Regions from separate parts of the Mus musculus genome. Here region 2 is linked to region 1. Evidence: chromatin contacts called from public HiChIP or PLAC-seq data. All regions are on one chromosome and are shown on one strand. The core of a region is the stretch at or near the end of the contact, and the rest is flanking DNA. Distances in the headings are between cores, read along the strand shown.

Region 1 (5,646 bases), core at 1,230-3,729:
CAAGGCTATCTCTTGGGGGACAGAGAAATAAGACGGCCAAAAAGCAAATGCACTCAGCAAGGTACTGAGGGTGGAGGATGGCGGGGGGGGGGGGGGGAGACAGGAAGTGGGGCAGGGCTGTGGCAGGCCTTGGACCTAACAGGTAAGATCCACTTCCAGTTCTAAGAGATGTATTCAGAAAGCTCTACTCTTTCCTTAGAGAATAGCCATTCAAACGACTAAAACCAGAGCTCCTTCTTGGTGGTCAGAGACTTATAACATGAAAACCTTTAACCATGGGGATCAAGGCCTGCAAGATGGAGTCAAAATTTGATCTAAGTTTTGGGGAGGAGGTACATGGAAACAAATGTTCAAAAGAGGGATTACCCATTTCTGTTCACAAGCACAGGTTGGTCATTGTGCCAGAAGGAGAGCACCACATGCTCTGGTCCCTGTAGTGGTCCAGGCGGGGAGCCAGACAAGCAGATGAAGGCCACAGCTTAATGGGACAGAAGTTCTGGGTAGGGGAGGGACGGTGGGTAGATGTCCAGACCATATAGGCCTGGTGAATATCCTGCTGGAAAATAAGCATAGAGGGAGGGAGAAAGCCAGATCACCACACACAACCACCACTACAACCACCACTGCTTGCCTGTACTTGAATCTGACTCCGTTACTGCTTTGCTGGAGCTGGGGTGGGGAGCAGAGCACTCAGACAGAGGCTGAGGGATGCCATGGAGTGAAAGACTAGAGTATCATCTTTGGATGGGCCAGGGAGGCAGAGAAGGTAGGTTCACTCATAGCTGAGAGAATCCACTGTTGGGTAGGAGCAGGAGGCACATCATTTCTTCAGAGGATACATTCTGCTATCCTCTCCTGTGTTCACAGTCCAGCCCTGGGAAGGGGTGCGAAGGTTAATAATCGTGACCAGCTTGACTGGATTTAGAATCGCCCAGGAAATACGCTGCTGGGTGTGACTTGACAGTGATTTCGGAGAGGTTTAACTGAGAGGTAAGGCACACCCCGAATATGCCTGCCACTACCCTGAAATCTGGGTTCCACACAGAAAAAAAGTGGGAAAGGAGAAAGACGACAGAGCATCAGCAGCCGCCCGCCCTACACTTCCTGATTCGTGGCCCCTCCCACTGCTGTGATGGACAACATTTCTTCAAACTGCGAGCCAAAATAAGCCCCTCCTTCCATAAGGTGCTTTCGTCAGAGAGATGAAAAAAAAAAAAGTAATGAAAACAAGGGACTGTGGCCTCATTTTACAGTCAAGGGCACCCTGGCTCAGGGAGGGAAAGGGACATGAAAAGACAAGGCCACACAGCTTCCCAGGGGCCAGATCAGACCTGTTTGTTACACATATTATTCTTAGTCTGGTTCTTACTTGTTAGGGACAGCTAGGGTTTTTTGTTTTGTTTTGTTGTGTTGTTGTTGTTGTTTTGTTTTGATCGTTTGGTTGGTTGGTTTGATTTGGTTTTTCATCTCTGTGGCTAATGAGGTGCTGAGGTCAAGAGGAAACGACCTGGACACAGGTGACACGTGAAAGTCCAGAGGGAGAGGTGGCTTCTGGCCTCAGGAACAGGCAGACAGAACCTTGGGAGACAAGTCACACACTTCTCTCGTAAGAGTGAGCAGAGGTGAGGAAACGTTAGAGAGGACTGAAACACAGACCTCTGGATGTTCTTCACTAGGCTCCTGAGAGCTTTCCCGAGAAAGGGGAAGGCGGGTCATCTCGATGCCCCGCCCCATTCCCCACCTCCCATCCACCCGCAGTACCCGCAGCTCACACAGCCCTGGCAGGATTTGCGCTCTGGCCTTTTGCTCTGGCAGAGCTCTGCAGTCCAGCTCGCCCCCCCCCCCCCGGGCCCCCCTCCGATTGGCTAGGCGTTTGCTATTTTGATCTGGTGGGAAAAGACTGAATCAAGGGCTGAGATAGGGAAGAGCAGACACTACTCTTTGAGGTCGGGGACTCCCTCTTAGACAGCCTGCTCCCAGCCACCCCCAGCTTCTTTCTGCTTGCTTGTCCCAGAAGTAGAGTCGGAAGCAACTAACTCTTAGAGAAATTGGTCACTTTCTGGCCTCAAGGATTCTGGTACTTAGAACAGCAATCGTGTCCCCAGACTTTCCCAAATCAGTCGACCTTCTAAGAGAAGGCGTCCTGTTAAACCATAGGCCTATGTAGTCCAGCCCTATCCTTCGCCCAGGGGTGGGGTGAACCTCAGGCGGTAGAATGGATCCCTGCAGGATTTCCTCCACTCACAGGGCGGAGCACAGCTGGAGGAGAAAGGGCAGGGTGTCCCTGCTTCTGGCCCCAGGCGTGCGCTAGACCCTAGCGGGGAAGGATGGTGTGGAGACCAACCTGCGGTACTGAGTCGCGGGTGGTGGGAGGAAGTTAATCCTTCAAACCCAGTAGGACGTTAAATTCTGACTCGAACCTATCCGGAGCACCGGGACTCTGGCGCACAGCACAGCAGGTCCATGAAAGAGCCTGAACGCGGGACCCGCCCACTCGAGGGTAGAGAGACCCAGTGTGGCTCGCACACGTGTGTGTGTGTGTGTGTGAGTGTGTGTGTCCGCGGGTGTCTGCGCGTGCAAGTTGAGAGGGTCTCGGCGTCCCCCGCACTCTCTCTTTTCTCTCTGGGATTCTATAAATTTGCCTTCCTTTGTTCTCAAAATAGTACGTGAGCGCTGCCGGCGCTGCTCTCGGGAGGGGTGGGGGCTGCTGCGCGCTCGCTCGCGCGCAGAGTTAGCTGCAGGGTTACAAACAGTCTCTCCTGCTCCCCCGGCCTGAATTAATGTGTTACTATTTCGGGCGAGCCAGTGTTTCCAGGGGAAACCTAATGACGCAATGACGTCAATGCAGGTCAGCAGCAGACTCTCCGGGAGGGCGGGCGGGCTCCCGGCTTTCAGGCTCCGCGCAGTCTGCGGGCGGGAGGGTGCCAGCGAGGTGGTGAGGGCGGTGGGTGCGGGGACGCAGCAGCCCTGGCCAAGCCCAGAGACCGGAGGACACCCCCCTCCCAGCGCTCTAACACGGGTAACTTCCCGCTGCCCGGAACGGAGTTTCTCCGTTACCCACGGACATCCAGGAGGCCGTGTGGAGGGCAAGCAGGGTAACCCCCACTCCTAAACCACCTCTATCCAAGGGGAGCCCGAGGAGCCAGCAGGTCCGGACACTCTGAGGAGGCTCCTCGTGGGGCCTCCCACGCACAGGTACGCGCTGGTCCTCTGGGTGTCTTCAGTTTGGGAGGGAGACACATTTCCATCCACTCTCCTCTACTGTCCTGGCACCATAAATGGGCGTCTGGGGAAAGAAGAAGAAGCGGTGTCTTAGGAGGCACTCTTCGCTTGTGGCACCCCTTTTTTTGTGGGCCCAAGAGCCGACTGCTCTACTTTAGCATCTTCCCTGGTCTCAGACTAGAATTGGAACTTCCTTCCTGATTATGCCTCCCTTGGGGTCACCATCTGAGGCCCAGACACAAAGCGGGAGGGACATCCAGGCCATACAGGCCAAGGTGATGCTAGGCTGGAGAGGTACTTTGTAACCTGGTGGGAGCCAGTGTTGTTTAAAGAGGGAGAACAGAACTGCTTGAGTGTGTTTGGTGTGCCCACAGGGTGTGTGTGCACCTACCCACGGGGGTCTATGTGCAAATGTGTCTGTGCCACCCGTGTACATGGGAACGCCTTACGTATCCTTCCTTGCTATGTATTCGTGGCATCTTTCCTGAGTGCAGGAATCCTTTCTCCGATTGTTGGTCCAGATTGCACCTTGCTCCTAGGGGGATCCTGGCCAGCTTTCCCCAAGCTGACCACAGCATCAGATTGCTGCATTCTTCTCAAAGCCCAACCTGTCTTCTTGCCCCAACTAACTCGTGCGCTTTCTTTGAGGATAAGTAGAAGGAGGGGGGATCGAGAGGGAATCCCTTTCTACCCGCCCCCTCTAACTTGTGGCGGAAGCACAACCTTCTCAGGGTTCCTCCTTTTAGACCCGCTGCTCTCCGATTTCAGCACCTCGGCGTGGACAGCGCCAGGCTTGCACCTGCCTAGCCTTTTCTCTCTCTCTCTTTTTTTTCCCCCTTGCCAACTCTGGGAGCCAGGCCTAGGAGTGCGCAATCTCCGGCCCCAGCCTACTTCTCCTGGCCGGGGCCTTTTTAGCTTCTAACTAGCTCCAGAACCCAATTCCAGATCCTTCTCCCAGCCTCGCAAGGTACACCATACAGGAGGAGTCTTCTGTGTCAGGTAGCCAAGAACTCCTGCTCTGCCACCATTCTCTTTTCTCACTTCAATTATTTTAATGAATAAAATGAGATTTCCACTCCCTGAAAGGCAAGCCAGACTACTGACTGCAGAAGAGTGGGAATGGGGAGTCCTCAAGACACCCCCTCCCCAGTCTCACACCCCCTCTTTTGCTTCTTTTCCTATTCTAGGCCTCCTTGGGTCTGAGGCCTGGGGTAAATTCACAGCCCCTCACTGGTCACAGGACTCCGGGGCTCTGTATGGAATAATATTCAAGGAGGATCTTGTAAGAGTATGCTCTGGGCTTCCCAGGAAATTTCCAGGGATACATTTGTTAATTAATTAATTGATTATTTTACTTATTTTTGTAGTGATAGAGTTCTATGCAATTCACACTTACTAGGCTGTGACCACTTGGCTAACTGGAGAAGGCAGCACACACATGCTAGCACTGATGGAATTCCAGATAAAGCAACTGCCTGCAGCTTGCTCCATTCCTGCATCCATGACCAGCAAGGCACTGGGATGTTGTCCCAAACACACTGCAGTCCTCCCTCTTCTTAATCTCATCATCACCATCCCAGCTCCTCCAGGAAGAGCTGAGAGGGCCCGTGGGACATCCCAGTTGGCTCAGGGACTAGCAGGAGAAAAGCAGGGAAAGGCACCCCTTCTAGCTTCAGAGACAGGCAGAGCCCCCTCTGCTTGGAAGCCTGAGCTCCAGTTAGTTCTTTTCATTAAATATTCTCTCTGGGCAGGAAAGATTAGGCCAACATTGTCAGGTCTGACTCGGGGCAGATCCAGGTGCTGCCTTTGTACTGCCAAGGTCAGCAGAATGGAATGAGATCTAGGCTTGGGGAGATGGTCACCCCTCTGCAGAAGCTCTGGGGCCTGGAGTGCCCGGGCACACACACTGACAGCAGGAAATGGCCTTTCCTCTGAAATGGCCATTGTTCTGTTTGCTGCTGAGCTATCAGGGAGAGGCAAAGAAAAGGCTCCCTGGCTGGGGACAAGGAAAAGGGTGATGACCATCCTAGCCCAGTGGCTCTTTTCACAGCTCAACTCCTATAAAGTCCTCAGTGTCCCGCTGGCTTCCATAAGGTACAAGGAAATGACTGTCCCCCAAAAATCAGTTCATTTCATGGCAGAAGAGCCATCCATGTGTGACCAGGTTAAACAGGTGGCAGTGTGGACATGCACACAAACAGTACAGAAATGTACCTTCCACTAAAGGTCGATGGACCCCCCAGAGTCTTTCAGCTACTGTCATCTACCTAGCTCCATTTCTGGCCATTTGTCAAGTTTCCTTAGCTCCCTGGCTCCCCTCCTTGTTCAACTGGGTAACATCTGGCTATGGCCTCAGGGAAGAGTGGCCATGGTGGAGCAGGTTCAAGGAAGTATGGCCTGTGATACCAGCCTGGCTCCTCTGGT
Region 2 (5,996 bases), core at 506-3,005, 50 kb after region 1:
AGATTCTCTGCAAGGAGACCCTGAAAGACCAAAGATGTTTAGCTGAGGATGTACCACCCCCAGAGGCTTGGTTCCTGGACTGAATAAAAAGGGGATGAAATGGGGAGGCCAGGTGAACACCAGAATACAAGGCTCTCTGTTTTCTGGCTGTGGGCACAGTATGATCTGTTCCCATGGCTGTCTTTTCTTACTGCTGCGACTGCTTGGCCATGGGATCTTTAGGCTTTTGGAACTAGCTTGCAGGAGGAATTTGGAAGAGTTTGGACCAATGAGCTAAAGCCCTTACATAATACAGCATAGCTTAAATGGTTATTCTGGTGGGAGGGTGGAAGACCAGGAACTGCTAGAAACATACTGTCCTAGTTAGGGTTTCTATTGCTGCAACAGCACTCCATGACCAGAGCACCTTGGGGAGGAAAGGGTTCATCGGGCTTACAATTCCTCAGCACCGCTCATCACTGGAGGAAGTCACGACAGGAACTCAAACGGGGCAGGAACTGGAGACAGGAACTAAAGCAGATGCCATAGAGGGATGCTGCTTACTGGCTTGCTCCCTGTGGCTTGCTCAGTCTGCTTCCTTACAGAACCCAGAACCACCAGCCCAGGGATGAACACACCCACAATGTACTGGACCCTCTCTCAATCACTAATTAAGAAAACGACCTATTAAGCCTGCCTATAGACCAGGACCAGGCGTATGGAGGCATTTAATTACTTGAGGTGATTGCCTCAGATATTTTAGCTTATGTCAAGTTGACATAAAACTGTCCAGTACACATAGGTAGTGAAGCTTTGACTGATGATGTTTCAGAGGGCGACAAAGGCTTATCAGGAACAGAACACGAGGCCATTCTATTACATCCTGGCAGATTAAGGTGGCTACACTCTTCTTGTCCCGAGAGCTTGAGGCTGAATTCAAAGCCAGTGGGCTGATTTGTTTGGCAGAGGACATTTCTAGACAATCTACCATTTAGTCTGTGGCATGGTTAGTGCCCACTTCTTTTCAACAGGTTCACAGAAAGAGAACAGAAAAAATGGATAAGGGCCAGATGAAAATATACAGCTTAGAGAAGAAAGGGTATTTAAAGTTGTAGATGTGAAGGGTGTGGAGAAAGCACGTGTCATTGCTAAAGAACTTAATGTTAACTAAATAGAAGCTTTTCGCTTAGCACTGGAGTGACAGCACCTGAAGTTACTTCTCAGGTCCCAGCCCAAGAAGAGCAACTGTCATGGACACACCCTAAAATGTCCTTTATTTGGTGTGTTCTTGGATTGTGTTCTTCCCTGAACCAAAATCGGCTATAAGGATAATCTAATTCCGGCCTTGTTCTCTTGAGTCTACTTTCCCTTAAAGTCTTAATTTCTTCAGCTGTGAATTCTTTCACCTCTAGAGTTTTCGAGACTCTGAACTTAGTGGCCCCAAAGGAACACTTGATAGTGTGTGTGTGTGTGTATGTGTGTGTGTGTGTGTATGTGTGTGTGTGTGTGTGTGTGTGTATGTGTGTGTGTGTATGTGTGTGTGTGTTTGTGTGTGTATGTGTGTGTGTGTGTGTATGTGTGTGTGTGTGTATGTGTGTGTGTGTATGTGTGTGTGTGTGTATGTGTGTGTGTGTGTATGTGTGTGTGTGTATGTGTGTGTATGTGTGTGTGTGTATGTGTGTGTATGTGTGTGTGTATGTGTGTGTGTATGTGTGTGTGTGTATGTGTGTGTGTGTGTATGTGTGTGTGTGTGTATGTGTGTGTGTGTATGTGTGTGTATGTGTGTGTGTGTATGTGTGTGTGTATGTGTGTGTGTATGTGTGTATGTGTGTGTGTGTGTGTCTGTAGTTTGTAATAAAAACAAGTGGAAAAAAGGTTTGGTAAGGGCCAAGCTTCCACAATATCTTTTTAAACAATCTATCAAGTCCAGGAAAGAGAGCCACCCACTCTCAGACCGTGGGTCCTCTCCTCCCTTCTATTTGTTGTGAGAGGAAGATGTTACCCTGTAATTCCATAGTCCCAGATCCCCTACCCCTACGAAGCCCCAAATATTTCTCTAAGCTACATCAACCCAGAAAACAAGGAAAGAGGTGCATTCTCCGAGGGTGGGGCCACTCCCTGTGCTGATCTAGGGTAAAGGGCTGGCTTTTGGCCCCAAGCCCAAGAGTCCTCTTTGCATGCCAAAGACTGCTCCTGCGCTGAGCCTGTGAGGATGGATAACTGCCAGGGTCTGGGCTGGGCACTGACAGTGTTGAGCCTAGCTCTTGGCTCCCGAGCCCACGCCTCCGCCTCAGGGCCAGACAGAGCCCTGGTTTGGAACTCCTTTCCCCACACCCCCTTGAAGCCCTGAGATATCAGCGCTTCTTAACTGCACTTGGGAATGGGGAGGAGTGGTTAAAGGGACCACAACCAAATTGCCTCTCTCAGAGGGAAGACATTTTCAAGAGGCAGAGAGTTCAAGTGAATGAAGGAGTTTCACAGTTGAGTTAATGTGAAGAAGACGTCATCCCAGAGGGTCTTGTGAATGGTTTGTGAATATTGCCAATAACATCTGTTTCCTCCTTAACACCTTAGGGGGTTTGTTTAGAGGGATCCTTTGGCCTTGATTGAAAAGATGAAGCCTGAGAACCTTCGCTTCCCTGGGCCACAGACCCTCCTCACGCCCGAATAGTCTACACCCTGGGTGACAGATGACTTAGTCCAGTCTGGAGGGCAGGGGGCCTACCTCTGTGCCCAGAGCTCCCTTCAAGGACCTCACCCTCAGAGTCCCACCCACCAGCCAATGAGGACTCGGGGAAGTGAGGTCACTGCATCCTGATTCCCGGCCCAACAAGGGAGACTAAGACTTGGAGGGGGTAGTAACTAGCAGATGCCACCACCGATGTTGGTAAAGAAGTATCGAAGGGCAAATGAGTCAGCAGTAGGTTTAAGCAATGAACAGTTGCACCACGGGGTGTTTCTCAAATTCTTGTCTACTTTTAGAAAGTACGCAATGCCATTCAGTGGGCACCGTGATTCTGAAATAGCTGCGAAAATGTTAAAAATGCTGTGGGCAAAGATGTGCCCTCATTGACCTCTTTCTGAAAACAATAGTCCACAATTGTGTGGCGCGCCCTTCAGCAGCCTGGCTGCTCCCTCTGATCCTTGTTGGTGACATGAAGGGAATGCATGAAACTCTCTCTCTGGAGGCTCCTTCCAGCCTCGAATTCTGATACCTGACACTAGGCCCACATTCCTGATACTCCGGCTGCATCTCTACAGGACCAAGACCACCAAGCCAATCGGGTGAGTGTGGACAAAATGTTCTCCCCAATCGATTCTTTGGCACAGGGTAGTTGAAACAATTAGTTAGCTGGCATTGGTTTTCATTTCACAACTGGCGGCTCTGGCATCATCGTGACCAGCGGTTTTTCCCACAGCGGTGTCCTAACATGCTGCATGCCTGGAGCAGTTTTGAGGTGTGTCATAGGCAAGTGGCTACCTAATAACAAACTGTCGAGGCTTTCGAATGATTGATGATCTTCCTGGTTTTAATCAATTAGAACAGATTCCACATAACCCCGTAATGATGCCCAGACGGTTGCTTGCATTCTGACATGCCTCTTTGTATGGAAGACGTTTTGCAACTGGCAGACCAGGTCTGCTTGGAGCTCCAATTCTGCTGGATGCCACGGGAAGAGTGTCACGAGCCATACGCATGGATATCTGTCATCGGAAGCAGCCGCAGGCTGGCCATCGGAAGCCCCTGATGCATCCTTAAACATTAAACCACTAAAGATCCAAGCTCTAGAATAACCCGGCCTAAACAGCCTGCTACCGGCATAGGCTGAGGTTTAGCAAGACAGCTGGTAAACAAGGCAGTTCAGAAGAACATGGAACAAAGGGCCTGCTCATTATGCTGATCCTTGCTCTAAAAAGAAACATTCCACCATGATCTGTTCATCGATGAGGAAGGGAATGGGGTGTGATGCAGTATAGATTGAGTATTTGGGTGTCCATTCCTGTACCAATCAATCATGGCCAGTTTAATACTGTTCATGAGAGACTTTGGGTACTCAGCCTGCGAGCTCGTATTTCCTCCCTCCTGTGGTGCAAAAGAGCGCTGTAATATCCAGGCCACTGAGTTATGGTAGAAATGGTCTATTTCAACCCAATGATAGAGCATTCCACTGCAGGCGTTAGACTGCTCGGAGCACCCTCTCTTGCCAGGACAGGGACTGGTGGCAGCCTGGGATGCTGTAAGCCCTGAGTTCTGGGTTAATGTGGAGCAGAGCCCCAAGCCTATCAATGCAGCATGTCAGTCACACAGCCTCTGGAAGATGAAGTCACACTTCATGATTATAGGCCATTACGATCTGGGGGGTCACTTGTAACTGCAGCACAAGCTAATTTTGTGCTGACTAGTACAATGTTTTATATAACATAGTGACACAGTAATAAAAAAAAAAGTGAGATTTCGAATTTAGAAGGAACTGAGGTAGAATCTTAACACTTGCTGACCGTGAGCAAATTCATTAGGACCTCATTTTGGGCAAACCTAACCTCTTTGCTCACAATATTGGTTTAATATGAAACATGCGACCCAGGATTCATACGCAGATGTTCAATTAGGATGATTTCAAGTTTATGTATTCCACAAAATAGAGCTAGAGATGGGAGGGTGGGGAAAGGAAGAGAGAGAGAGGTGTGAATGTGGGGGTGGGGGAAGTATAATAAAAAGGAGTAATCTATTATTGACATTTCAAATGAAATCAGATATTATAGAAGACCCTGACCAAGGACCCCAGGGGTCAGTGAGCATGTGCAGTCCTCTGTGTCCTCTGCCCCAAGCTCACAGAAACTCTAAAAGGTAGAACAGCCCCTGAGGATGCCATTTACAATTTAGCTTTTCCACAGCCAGAGGAAAGGCCGGGGCTACCTATGGGAATGATCACGGACGCCTTCCACATATAAAATACAAGGAGCAGGCAGCGTAGCGAGAGACTCTTTGCAGCTTGTTATCCTGCCGCTCCAGCTGAGGCCTCTCCCTGAGGTCTGGTGGGCTAAACTCCTCTCTTAAATCAGCTTATTAGTAGTATCAGGACTCCTTTGGCGGGCTCAGCCAGGATCCAGGAATATTCTGGAAAGTGAACTATAAAGAAGAGAGAGCAGCAGAGTGTCCACAAGACAGGAAGGGACTGAGGAGTCCCTCCCCTCCCCTCATCCTACCCACCAGCACATCTTTCCTTCCAACTAAGCCTGGCCTGGGGAAAGCAGGGAGGGGGCCATTCTAATCTGGTATGGCCTTTCCCTCACTGTGCTTGTTGCTGTGGAAACCATCAAGGTCCAGGGTGCTGTACCAACCTTTGTTTGAGTTAGTGAATTTGGTTAGTCTTAAACCCAGTATTCTTTTTCTTCTCTCTCTCCCTCTCCCTCTCCCTCTCCCTCTCCCTCTCCCTCTCCCTCTCCCTCTCTCTCTCTCTCTCTCTCTCTCTCTCTCTCTCTCTCTCTCTTTCTTTCCTATTGGTCTTAAAGATTACTATTAAGAGGCTGGAGAGAGGGCTCAGTGGTTAAGAGCACTGGCTGCTCTTTCAGAGATCCTGAGTTCAATTCCCAGCAACTACATGGTGGCTCACAATCATCTGTAATGGGATCTGATGCCCTCTTTGGGTGTGTCTGAAGACAGCATCAGTGTACTCATATACATAGAATAAATAAACAAATCTTTAAAAAAAAGATTTCTATTAAATCCAGCATTCTATAAGGTGCTAATTGATCACCATCTTCCCCCTGAAATGTCACATCCTGGTCATGAACTTGGAATTATAAACATTTTCTGCTCTGCCCCTTTAGACTCCTCAATTTGGCCTCTGGAGGGAAGCTCCCTGGGGTGTGCCACTCAGGTCAGACAGGAGGTAGCCTTTGATGCCTTATAACCTTTGTAGATAGATAGATGATAGACAGACAGACAGACAGACAGACAGACAGACAGACAGACAAATGGCCAGTCCAGATAGAGCACCCAGCACAAGCTTGGG

What was found. HiChIP or PLAC-seq counts read pairs in DNA pulled down with a chosen protein or histone mark.
Region 2: a contact with region 1 is called in an H3K27ac HiChIP or PLAC-seq map of neural progenitor cells, with 2.5 times the contacts expected there. The contact joins the promoter of Lnclep here to the enhancer-like site in region 1. A contact is called at or near these places in 1 of 39 promoter capture datasets (liver), 1 of 15 datasets of contacts at CTCF or cohesin (embryonic stem cells), 20 of 484 Hi-C or Micro-C datasets (the N1E-115 cell line, Sertoli cells, brain and 8 more) and 9 of 115 datasets of contacts at active chromatin or transcription factors (embryonic midbrain, embryonic stem cells, kidney and 1 more).

What each region holds. Positions count from the first base shown.
Region 1 is chr6:28,978,617-28,984,262 of GRCm38.p6, forward strand. No RefSeq gene overlaps it. Among named protein-coding and RNA genes, the nearest start is that of Gm38779, 15 kb to the left of the region's middle. Within about 2 kb of position 2,480, at least 115 of the 459 cell types and tissues checked have an H3K27ac peak or open chromatin away from gene starts, as enhancers often do. A contact at or near this core is called in the N1E-115 cell line, brain, cerebellar granule neurons and 6 more, where this site is marked.
Region 2 is chr6:29,029,199-29,035,194 of GRCm38.p6, forward strand. Lnclep (a long non-coding RNA gene) reads left to right here and starts at 1,756. Exons shown (of 2, transcript XR_377380.2): 1 at 1,756-3,264.